3 separate regions of the Mus musculus genome follow, and regions 2 and 3 are each linked to region 1. Evidence: chromatin contacts called from public HiChIP or PLAC-seq and Micro-C data. All regions are on one chromosome and are shown on one strand. Each heading gives the region's core, a stretch centred on a gene start, on an enhancer-like site or on the middle of the called end of the contact. The rest is flanking DNA. Distances are from core to core; before and after follow the strand shown. Region 1 holds the start of Plekhg1 (pleckstrin homology domain containing, family G (with RhoGef domain) member 1). Region 2 overlaps Akap12 (A kinase (PRKA) anchor protein (gravin) 12). Region 3 overlaps Zbtb2 (zinc finger and BTB domain containing 2).

What was found. A called contact is a pair of places that touch in the nucleus more often than the background predicts. HiChIP or PLAC-seq counts read pairs in DNA pulled down with a chosen protein or histone mark.
Region 2: a Micro-C map of embryonic stem cells shows a contact between it and region 1, with 5 times the contacts expected there. The contact joins the enhancer-like site here to the promoter of Plekhg1 in region 1. A contact is called at or near these places in 2 of 39 promoter capture datasets (both in liver), 1 of 484 Hi-C or Micro-C datasets (embryonic stem cells) and 1 of 115 datasets of contacts at active chromatin or transcription factors (astrocytes).
Region 3: a contact with region 1 is called in a Foxp3 HiChIP or PLAC-seq map of regulatory T cells, with 74 times the contacts expected there. The contact joins the enhancer-like site here to the promoter of Plekhg1 in region 1. A contact is called at or near these places in 2 of 39 promoter capture datasets (both in liver), 1 of 115 datasets of contacts at active chromatin or transcription factors (regulatory T cells) and 1 of 9 other capture datasets (embryonic stem cells).

What each region holds. Positions count from the first base shown.
Region 1 is chr10:3,739,038-3,742,353 of GRCm38.p6, reverse strand. Plekhg1 (pleckstrin homology domain containing, family G (with RhoGef domain) member 1) reads right to left here and starts at 1,977. Exons shown (of 17, transcript NM_001159942.1): 1 at 1,814-1,977. All of the region lies in intron 1 of Gm30164 (a long non-coding RNA gene), which reads left to right.
Region 2 is chr10:4,332,721-4,335,880 of GRCm38.p6, reverse strand. The region is part of intron 2 of Akap12 (A kinase (PRKA) anchor protein (gravin) 12); the gene reads right to left. Among named protein-coding and RNA genes, the nearest start is that of Gm40592, 24 kb to the right of the region's middle. Within about 2 kb of position 1,415, at least 264 of the 459 cell types and tissues checked have an H3K27ac peak or open chromatin away from gene starts, as enhancers often do. A contact at or near this core is called in astrocytes, embryonic stem cells and liver, where this site is marked.
Region 3 is chr10:4,368,274-4,371,581 of GRCm38.p6, reverse strand. It overlaps Zbtb2 (zinc finger and BTB domain containing 2), which reads left to right. Exons shown (of 3, transcript NM_001033466.3): 3 at 1,731-3,308. The coding sequence ends at 3,102. Among named protein-coding and RNA genes, the nearest start is that of Zbtb2, 18 kb to the left of the region's middle. Within about 2 kb of position 1,376, at least 7 of the 459 cell types and tissues checked have an H3K27ac peak or open chromatin away from gene starts, as enhancers often do. A contact at or near this core is called in regulatory T cells, where this site is marked.

The DNA.
Region 1 (3,316 bases), core at 728-3,227:
TTACATGTATTTTATATTATATTTACATTATAGTATAGATTTATATTTTATATACTATAGTATTTATGTTATATAGAATATATTAATATATATTAACAATCATCTATACTAAAGGCATTGAGGAAAGTGGAATCACAGGGGAAGGACAGGCGCAGACAAATTTTATCAAAGAAAGGCAGATTTGGGCACCAGTTTGACTACCAAACAGCTGTTCCCGTTCTCTCTCTGTTTTATCCCTTTGCAAAAGGCTTTGGGGGGAATCTGTCATGCAAGGGAAATGGAAGGAAGGTCACACAAGGATTACTGGTGGGGTCCCACTTGCGGAGGAAGCCAGGGAGGTCAGTGAACTCTGGAAAAGAAAGTTTCTTCCTGGTCGGTTTTAACGGCTTAGACGGGGTGCAATTCCAAGAGACAAAAAGCTAAGTCAGGAATCAGGAAGCCAGACTCAAAGATGTTAAAGGGTCAAACACTAGCCCATCACTTTTGTATAGAAGTGTTAACTACTGTAGAATAAATAAATACCCTGGACTGAAAGGGGTAAAACCAATTAAAACTATGTGGTTCATATACACTGCTTTAACAGTGAGGAAGTACAAGCTACCAGGATTGCTTTTCCTCACGTCCCACACAGTGTAAGGCTAAAGTTGAGAGGTTTTAGATCTCTGACACGATAGACTTGGATACACTTTAAAAACAAAACAAAACAAAAAAAAAAAACAAAAAAAACATCAGTTTAACAACAACAACAAAAACCAAAACTCATCTATTCTTTGAAAGTATGCGAACTCCAGAAACTGAGAATTCAAACAGGCTGACCACAGGTTTTAACGCAATCTAAGCCTGGAATTCAATTAAACGTTAAATCTGACCCAGACTTAAGGCATCCTACTGGTTTTGTATCCAATGTGTATTCAGTTTGTATCCAGAGTGCCCCTAATCCCCAAAACAACCCTCCCGAGGTGACTGGGTTTCCTGAGAAGATAAAATCGCTGTCAAAATAGGTGCAGTAAGCTCTGGCCACCTGAAGGTGGTACAAAGAGAGCGCCAAGAGCCGCCAGAGCTTAATGAAATTCCAGGGTTGCACACACAGTCAGCTTTACACATACCAACTTCATACAACACATCCAAGCAATCAGCTACATCATTGTTTCTCAGGAACATTGTGAAACTGAGGAAGCCAACCACCCTCTCCTCACTGGGCGTCCTGGACTGTAGAGCTCTGAGACTCCATGGGGGACACAAAGAGGGGGTCTGCTCTAGCAGTCACCCCGGGGCCTGCTGCCCGCCCCCCAACAACCTTTTCCTCTGGCCAACAGTCCACACAGTCGTAGCCAGCTAGGTATTACCGTGTGTCCGGGTGACGGATGGGGCACAGCTTCTAGACTCCCGGGTCACTCCTATAAAGCGCTGACTTGCTGATTTGGGGGCGCCCACGCGAGTTTCTGCCCCACGCAGGACTGCTCCTAGCTGGAGCACACAGCACTCCCCGCCATCGCGCCCGCACCGCTGTTGGGGTGTTGTCCAGACTGTCCTATTTGGGGATAGTTCCGCTTGACTTGGGGGCGCGGGTGGCACACGGCGCGCTTGAGCAAACTTCGCGGAGCTGCAAACTGCAACCCGGGTGGCTGCAGCAAGGGGCGGGAGCGCCGGGCTAGCAGGTCCTGCCTGAGTCGACCCCATCAGTCGACTGCCAACGACCCCATCAGTCCCCTCCCAGGAGCAGCGCTCAGAGACACCCCCCGCCCCGCCCCCCCCCCCCCCCCCCCCCCCCCCCCCCGCCCAGGGCCAGGCACTGCGATCCCGCTCTTCCCACCTGCAGATTCGGGGCGCGTGGCCGAGGTCCCCGGCTTCCCTTGTCTGGTCCCTGGAATAGTCTCGGCGGAGCTTACGGGAGAGGGGCGGCTCCCGAGCGCTGGCTCCGCGGTGCGCTGCGCTCCAGCGCCGGCTCCGGCGGCCCCGAGCCCTGCAGCTCGCCTGGCTCCACTTCCTCTTTCCCACTCTGCTCCCGGCGTGTCCCGCCCCGCCCCGCTCCTCGGTCCGCTGCAGCGGGTTGCGGTCCCCGCCCGCCTCCACGGGGCCCTGCGGGAGGAAAGAGGCAGAGAGGAGGAGGCAGCTCAGAAAGAGATTAAGCTTGCTCTCTGGAGCTTTGCCAAAGACAGCAGTCAAATTACAGCCTCTGGGGGGAAAGTTTTTGTCTCTTTTCTTTTTTCTTTTCTTTTCTTTTCTTTTCTTTTCTTTTCTTTTCTTTTCTTTTCTCTTCTCTTCTCTTCTCTTCTCTTCTCTTCTCTTCTCTTCTTTTTTCTCTTCTCTTCTCTTCTCTTCTCTTCTCTTCTCTTCTCTTTCCTTTTCTTCTCTTTTCTCCTTTTCTTCTCTTTCCGTTTTCCTTTCCCTCTTTTTCTTTTTGTTTTTCTTTTCTCTCTTCTCTCTTCTTTAAAAAAAAAAAAAAACTCCCTGCTACTGTGTTAACAGCCACATCGCTTTCTTTTTTCTTCTCTTCTCTGGGCTGTTGGGGTACAGCTAAGCCTTGGACATGGCCACTTCCCAGAGTGTTCTGAAATCGGATCCAACACCGTTTCTTTGCATCCAAACTCGAATTTCACACTGTAGCTTATGATGTCACAACACTAGGAAATGGGAGAAGGGTGCTTACTGGGTTCAGGCATCAGCACCCCCACCACCCCAGTGAACATACTGGATGACCTTTGATTAGAGAAAGCAAAAGTGGAAAAGGAGGCAGAGACCTTTGCGACAGCCAGATGTTTAAAGGCACCCATAAGGTAGGACAATAAAAAATAGGACCTCTATCACAGGTGCCTTTTTGGTGACATTCTTGGTAGCACTTGGCACCTTTCAAACAGGTGTGTCAGATATGCCTGTGTTTCACCAGGCGTAGTAAGACACAGCCACGCACTCTGCTTGATTCTAAGAACTTCATCTCCCTGTAGTACACCACATATTATAAAGTTTTATGGTACTGGGTGAGAGGGTTTTTTGTTTTTTGCTTGTTTTGCTTTTTTAATAAACAAACAATTCACCTTTCAATGTGTCCACATTCTGAGTAGCATAATGAACTCTGGCCGTCCTGCCTGCTTCCCCCTGGTATGCAAGTCATTCTTTTGTCCAACATATAGTTACTACTGCTGTGATGAAACACCATAACTAAAAGCCAAGAGGGCAGGGAAACCCTTGGCTTTCACGTCCACATCACTATTCAACATTGGAGGAAGTCAAGGCAGGAACTCAAGCGGGGCAGAAACCTGGAGTCACCTGCTAATGCAGAGGCCATGGAGGACTGCTTACTAGCTTGCTCAATCTG
Region 2 (3,160 bases), core at 166-2,665, 590 kb before region 1:
CCTAATGAACTTGGAAGAAGAATGCTATTCATTTTTTTAAAACGTCTTTAATTTGTAGGTTTCATAAATGTCCACCCTGGCCAGCAGTAGAAAGACTAGAGACATGACAGATGGGACAGACTATGAAAGAGCCCTCGGCATAAACAAGCTAAACTATAGGAAGTGAGAGATATTTTTAGCTCTGCTAAACTTTTGAAGTCATTTAAAATTCCACAGGGAGACACGGCTTTGGGGGGAAGAGTCACACAGAGAAAAAATATGGAAGCCCTGGAAAGTCTACGCCCCACTTTGAGACAACAGATTTGGCAGCATTCATCTTAAATATTTAAATCGGAGCCACTTTTGTAAATGTAAGTTAGCAAGTGGAGTTTAATTTTCTAAGAGCGTAAACGGGAAAGTGAGCGTAAACACGCACTCTCCTATATAGCCAGTCTCAGACTATCTATCAAACGCCAAGTTAGTGGATTTGCAAATGCATTCTGAACGCCTGGCGTAGACTGCCCACTTCTAGAAGTTGGCATAACATTACAACTCACACAAGTAGAGTCCTAGAAAACAAGCATGGGAAAAATAATTATTTTCACTACCTTTTTTTTTTTTTTTTTTTTTTTTTTTACTAATACTTAAATGGCATTTCTTCCCTTAGGTTTAGTAACTATGTATTATGTATTAGTATTATGGCTAATACTAACCACGTATGACAGAACTAAACTAAAATATTAGCCTGATACACGACTTCACTCAACGTTCTTATTTAATGAGCTCTAGGAAGCACTGAACGCTTACAATTTCTCAGACATAGGAACTTTTAAAATTAGACTAGGGCAGGTTATCCACAGTGAATCTGATGCTGATTCAACTCGCTAGCTGCTGTGGCTTCTCTCAACAGCACAGCCCCCACTTCTCTAAGGGGACCGGATAAGGCTCCCAACCAGATGCATTGTCCCGTGAGCGCTTCCAGGAAGATTTTGGTTTAAATAAAAATAAAATGTGCGGTTCATTGGTTTCCGAGGGGCTATGGAATGCTCTCCATATTCAATTATCTCTCCCTACACCGGTGAAAGTGTAGGGAGAGATAATTGAAAGCTAATAAAATTCCAGCCACACGGCTCACCTCTTGAGACTCTTCTTCCAGAGTCACATCAGCAGGAAGAAGAGTCACCAGTCTTACCTGTGATGGTAATAGTCCCCAGCATATTTAGTTACAGTTTTCGGCCTCTTACGGCAGGAAGTCTCCTTCTCCTCTGTCTACTCCCGGCTAACCAGTGAGATGAAAAGGAATGCAGTCCTCAGAGCATCAAGGAAGCTCTCCAGCCCTGGAGGTGCAGCAATGCGCACTGGAGAAGCGCTTCTCTGGCTAATTATAGGACGGCCCCGCCCACGCCGTAGGCCCCGCCCACAGCCAGCCAGCCCACACCTCTGTCCGGACTTGGCTGCACCACCCGGGGAAGTCACGTGCCCCATTTTACAGGGCTGGTCTCTGTGCCTGGTCTGTCGCGACCCAGGAGAAAGTTTTAAGTCTCTGGGGTGAGCCAGACCCCGAGCATCAATATTTGATCCAAGCGGTGACTTCATCCCTGGCACCGACTCCTGCATCTCAAACTTTTAAAATTATGTAAAGGCAATAACTGCACAGATATTAAATTCTCCGATTTTTAACGCCATTTTTAAAGGTGGATGAGGTGCAAAGCGGCATTTCCTTTTTAAAGCCCATAGTATGTTGCCAACCGTTTCCTACACTCCGGTCAGCGTAAAGACCCACAACTCTCTGCGATCCCAGGCCTTTTGCAAAGGGTTGTCACAAAGCGAACTATCTTTAGCATTTAACCGAGACAACTTTCTAAAAAGCAGAAATATCTGACCTTTGGGTCTCTCTACTTTTCGTGGTAGAAATGAGCTAAACATTGGGTTGAAACTTCACCAACACTCTCCTCCTGTTACAAGCGTATAGCAAATAAAACAGCTGCATTAAAAATCCAGGCAGCCCAATATTTCTTTTCTGTTAATCTTGAGATTGTTTCTCTACAAAGACACAAGTAATAAATGAGCTGGATCTTCAGTTAGGATAGGTCCAACTGGCCTGTTGGAGCGAACCACCTCTCCCCACCCCAAAATAAAAGGTTATATTATTGCTCTTCTCGTCAGACTTGAAGGCCTTGTTCATGACTACTTAGGGAACTGGAGCGGGGAGATCGGTGCGGGAAAAAGAGTAGACAGAGACAAGCGACATAAAAAGGGGATTAAAAAAATTTTTTTTGAAAGAAAGATTTCAGACATCCACGATGGTTGCTGCTTCTTGCCACCAGGAGGCACAATGCACCACATTCCAGCCCAGAAAGAGCGAAAAAGGGACAACTCCTGGGCAATCAGACAATGGTTACACATATCAGCATTACAAAGATCCAGAAAGGCTTCCCAGCCAACGCCCAACCTGGCTTTGAGTCTCGGCAAGCCAGGCAATGGGTCTTATCCTGGTTGGTTAAGATCTGGGAGCAGACATTTGCCCTCTGCATTCCCAATAGGTGGGGTTTCAGACAACCCAGACATCTCTCTTCCCACCATCTATTCCCTGTGTGTAGATCATGGATAAGAAGCCCTATATGCAGGGTCAGTGGTCCACATTAAACTAGACACTTCCCCCACAGTGTCCCAGGATCCCTGAAGGCCCAGGGAACTAAGAATACAGAACCACTTCCCAGTATTCAGTTGTAGACAGCACATGGCAGTCACCCCACTCCTCTGTGGATTCGGGTTTACATAACTGCATCACCAACACCTTCCCTTCTGACCCCAAATTCTAACAACAGCGACGCCACTTTGATAGCTAAGGGGAAAATTCACCAGATACAAAGCAGACAAAACACTCTTTTAAGAAAAGGCTAAGTAAGGCAAGATCTTTGCTTTCATAACACAGGTGACAATACACTCCTCAAATGAGGTTCAAAGTGAGGCAGCTAAGGCTCAAAGACAGCACAATGGATGCTGTGCTAGAGGCTGACCCTCCCAGCACACAGTTATCTGGAATCACTACCTCCCTGTGTAATGAAGAACAGGGAGTATATATAGCCGTGACCATCAGCAAGTTCCTCTGGGGCTGGCCTTAAAATGGAAAACCATCAATCAGGACAGAGGCAGAAGGAAAGGTCAGACAGAGGGGTCA
Region 3 (3,308 bases), core at 127-2,626, 630 kb before region 1:
GTGATGGCTTCCCAGGTCTGTCCTTGCATCATTAAGAACTATAAACACTTGTTTAAGTTGTAGAGGCTTACTGTCAGTAACAACTTCCAAGCAATCAACAGACTGGGCCATCTGACCACAGTGAGCAACTGCAAAGCCTGCAGAAAGGGGCTCAGCTGGATAGGACCGGGATACAGGAGCTCAGCTGGGCAGGACCGGGAACACTGGAAGAGAGCCCCGGCTGGACTTCCCTTCCCTTGAGGACCACATCTGACTCCTGGAGAAATGCGCATCTCTGGCCTTGGTCTCTGAGTTCCTGGGCCTCTGCCTGATGATGCCAGTGGCACCTCGCATTTTAGTTCCAGTACTGGGAAGCAGGAGGTGTGTCTCTGTGAGTTCCAGGCCAGCCAGATCCATACCTGGAAACCTTGCCTCAGTCAGCGTGAGAGAGAAAAGGCGAAGTAAAGATAGGAACTAACAATCTTTGTCTTTTTTTTTTTTAAGAAACCGCATTAGGCTTGCATTTCCCATACCTGGGTGCTGGGTTTTATGCTTGACTCTGACGTTTTGTAGTTAAGCGTGTGGAGTCTTAAGTCTTCACAGAATACACACTGTGCTGCCCAGCCAGTGATAGAGCTGTCCCACCAGAAGCCTAGAAGTTGATCTTGACATCACATTAGCCTTTTCTCTGTTTTTCTTTTTTCTTTTCCTTTGTCTTGCACTGTAGCTAGGCTGGCCTTGAAGTTCAGACAATCCTCCTGCCTCATCCCTCTGTGTGCTGAGATTATATATCATGCCTAGCTCATCTATTTTTATTTTAGTAAAATAAAATGTTAAATTTAGAAGATGAGGTAGGCCATTAATATTTTAGCATGGTGAGAGACAATTGATTTAAACAGTGAACATAATTGCTAAACCTGCCAAAAATACTTTAATGACAAGAAGTTATATAATGAAAATTATTATAAATTCTAAGGACATTCAAGGGAACTGTTTCCAGAATGCTTAGAACATATGTACTTGGTGGGTGATCTTGTATGCCGCCTCCTCTTCAGAGAGATGTATCTCCTTGGCCTCTGGAGATGTGAGAAGTTCTCTCAGTAGTGATGGTCTGAGGAGGGGCCCCACTTCTTCCTTCACTCTCAGCTCTGAAGCATCCTATAGGGGACGCTGCTTCTGAAGTGACCTTAGTCTAAAAGATAGACAGCTGGCTGAGCCACCACGCCTGCAGGTGCTTTACTGCTTACCAGAGGAGGCTGCTCAGACACAGCATGTGCCCCACAGCTGCTCTGGGGGGCCTCCGTGTGGCTTTGGAATTAAGCAGGCCTAGCCCCACCACTCCCCAACCCGGAAGTGCACCGTGAGCCCTACCGCCTGTAAAGGAAGCATTACGGTGGTTACTGGAAAGGCCGCAAAGCCCACGGCAGGACGCTTGGCGAGGCCTCCCTCAAGGTGCTTTCCAGTGCCACCTTGCAGCCCTGGAAAGGTGGTGGGAAGGTCTCATAACTCAGAGAGGTCCTGCTCATCTGCACTGTTGTGCTACCAACCCCTCCCATGTCACTTCACAGCTTTAAAGGCTTTCCAATCACAGCAGGTCTTTTCCTTACCTTCCTTGTTCTGCTGAGCTCTGAACTGGGTCTGTGACTACGCTCAGTCAGCGTGGTCATTTGGTTTCGAGTGTCTGAGCTGTTCTTCAGGCTTCAGTTGAGTCAGAGGCTGCTGTTTCCTCACGGGTCTCTACTTTCTTTCAGTGAATGCGTCCGCCTGAAGCCCACTGACATACAGCCTGACATATTCAGCTATCTGCTCCACCTGATGTACACAGGGAAGATGGCCCCACAGCTCATCGACCCTGTGAGGCTAGAGCAAGGGATCAAATTCCTGCACGCATACCCCCTCATCCAGGAAGCCAGCCTTGCCAGCCAAGGCAGCTTTTCCCATCCCGAGCAAGTCTTCCCTCTGGCCTCATCCTTGTACGGCATTCAGATTGCAGACCATCAGCTGAGACAAGCCACCAAGATGAATTTAGGGCCTGAGAAACTTGGACGGGAGCCTAGGCCACAGGCATCCAGGATGAACCAGGAGCCTGTACCAGAGACCTCGCAGCTGTCCCAGCTGACTTCAAACCTAGCCCAGGTGAATCGGACAAATATAACTCCCGAAGACCCCCTGCAGACCTCGCTGTCACCTGAACTTGTCTCCACACCTGTGCCTCCCCCTCCTCCTGGGGAGGAGACCAACCTAGAGGCCTCTTCCTCTGACGAGCAGCCATCATCCCTTACGATCGCCCACGTGAAGCCAAGCATCATGAAGAGGAATGGAAGCTTCCCCAAGTACTATGCCTGCCACCTGTGCGGCCGTCGCTTCACGCTGCGCAGCAGCCTGCGGGAGCACCTGCAGATCCACACCGGGGTACCCTTCACTGCGGGCCCGCCAGGGGAAGGCCGTGGGCCCCTGTCTCTCTGCAGCAATGCGGCCGACCTGGGCAAGGATGCTCTGGAAGTACCGGAGGCGGGGATGATCAGCGACAGCGAGCTGCAGCACATCTCCGACTCCCCCATCATCGATGGGCAGCAACAGTCGGAGACCCCACCGCCCTCAGACATTGCAGACATCGACAACTTGGAGCAGGCAGACCAAGAGAGGGAAGTGAAGAGGCGCAAGTATGAGTGCACGATCTGCGGCCGCAAGTTCATCCAGAAAAGCCACTGGCGTGAGCACATGTACATTCACACGGGCAAACCCTTCAAGTGCAGCACCTGTGACAAGAGCTTCTGTAGGGCCAACCAGGCCGCACGCCACGTGTGCCTCAACCAGAGCATTGACACCTACACCATGGTGGACAAGCAGACACTGGAGCTCTGCACGTTCGAGGAAGGCAGCCAGATGGACAATATGCTGGTGCAGGCCAACAAGCCCTACAAGTGCAACCTGTGTGACAAGACGTTCTCCACACCCAATGAGGTGGTCAAACACTCCTGCCAGAACCAGAACTCAGACGTGTTCGCCCTGGACGAGGGGCGGTCAGTCCTGCTTGGCAGTGGGGACTCAGAAGTAACTGAACCTGACCACCCTGTGTTAGCGTCCATCAAAAAGGAACAGGAAACTGTGTTACTAGACTGAATGTTACTTGTGTTTTTAAAAACTGTCATTTTTTACAAAGAATCTTCTCTATTCGGGACAGTTTCTCCATGGCATGATACAAATGGGCCCCAGCTCTTTCCCGCCCCCTTCTCCCAGCCCCATCTCTGTAAGGCTTTGTGCATTATAATCCTGAACTATATTTACTTTAATTCAGGGGATATTGGAAGGATAATGGTCAGTAGTAC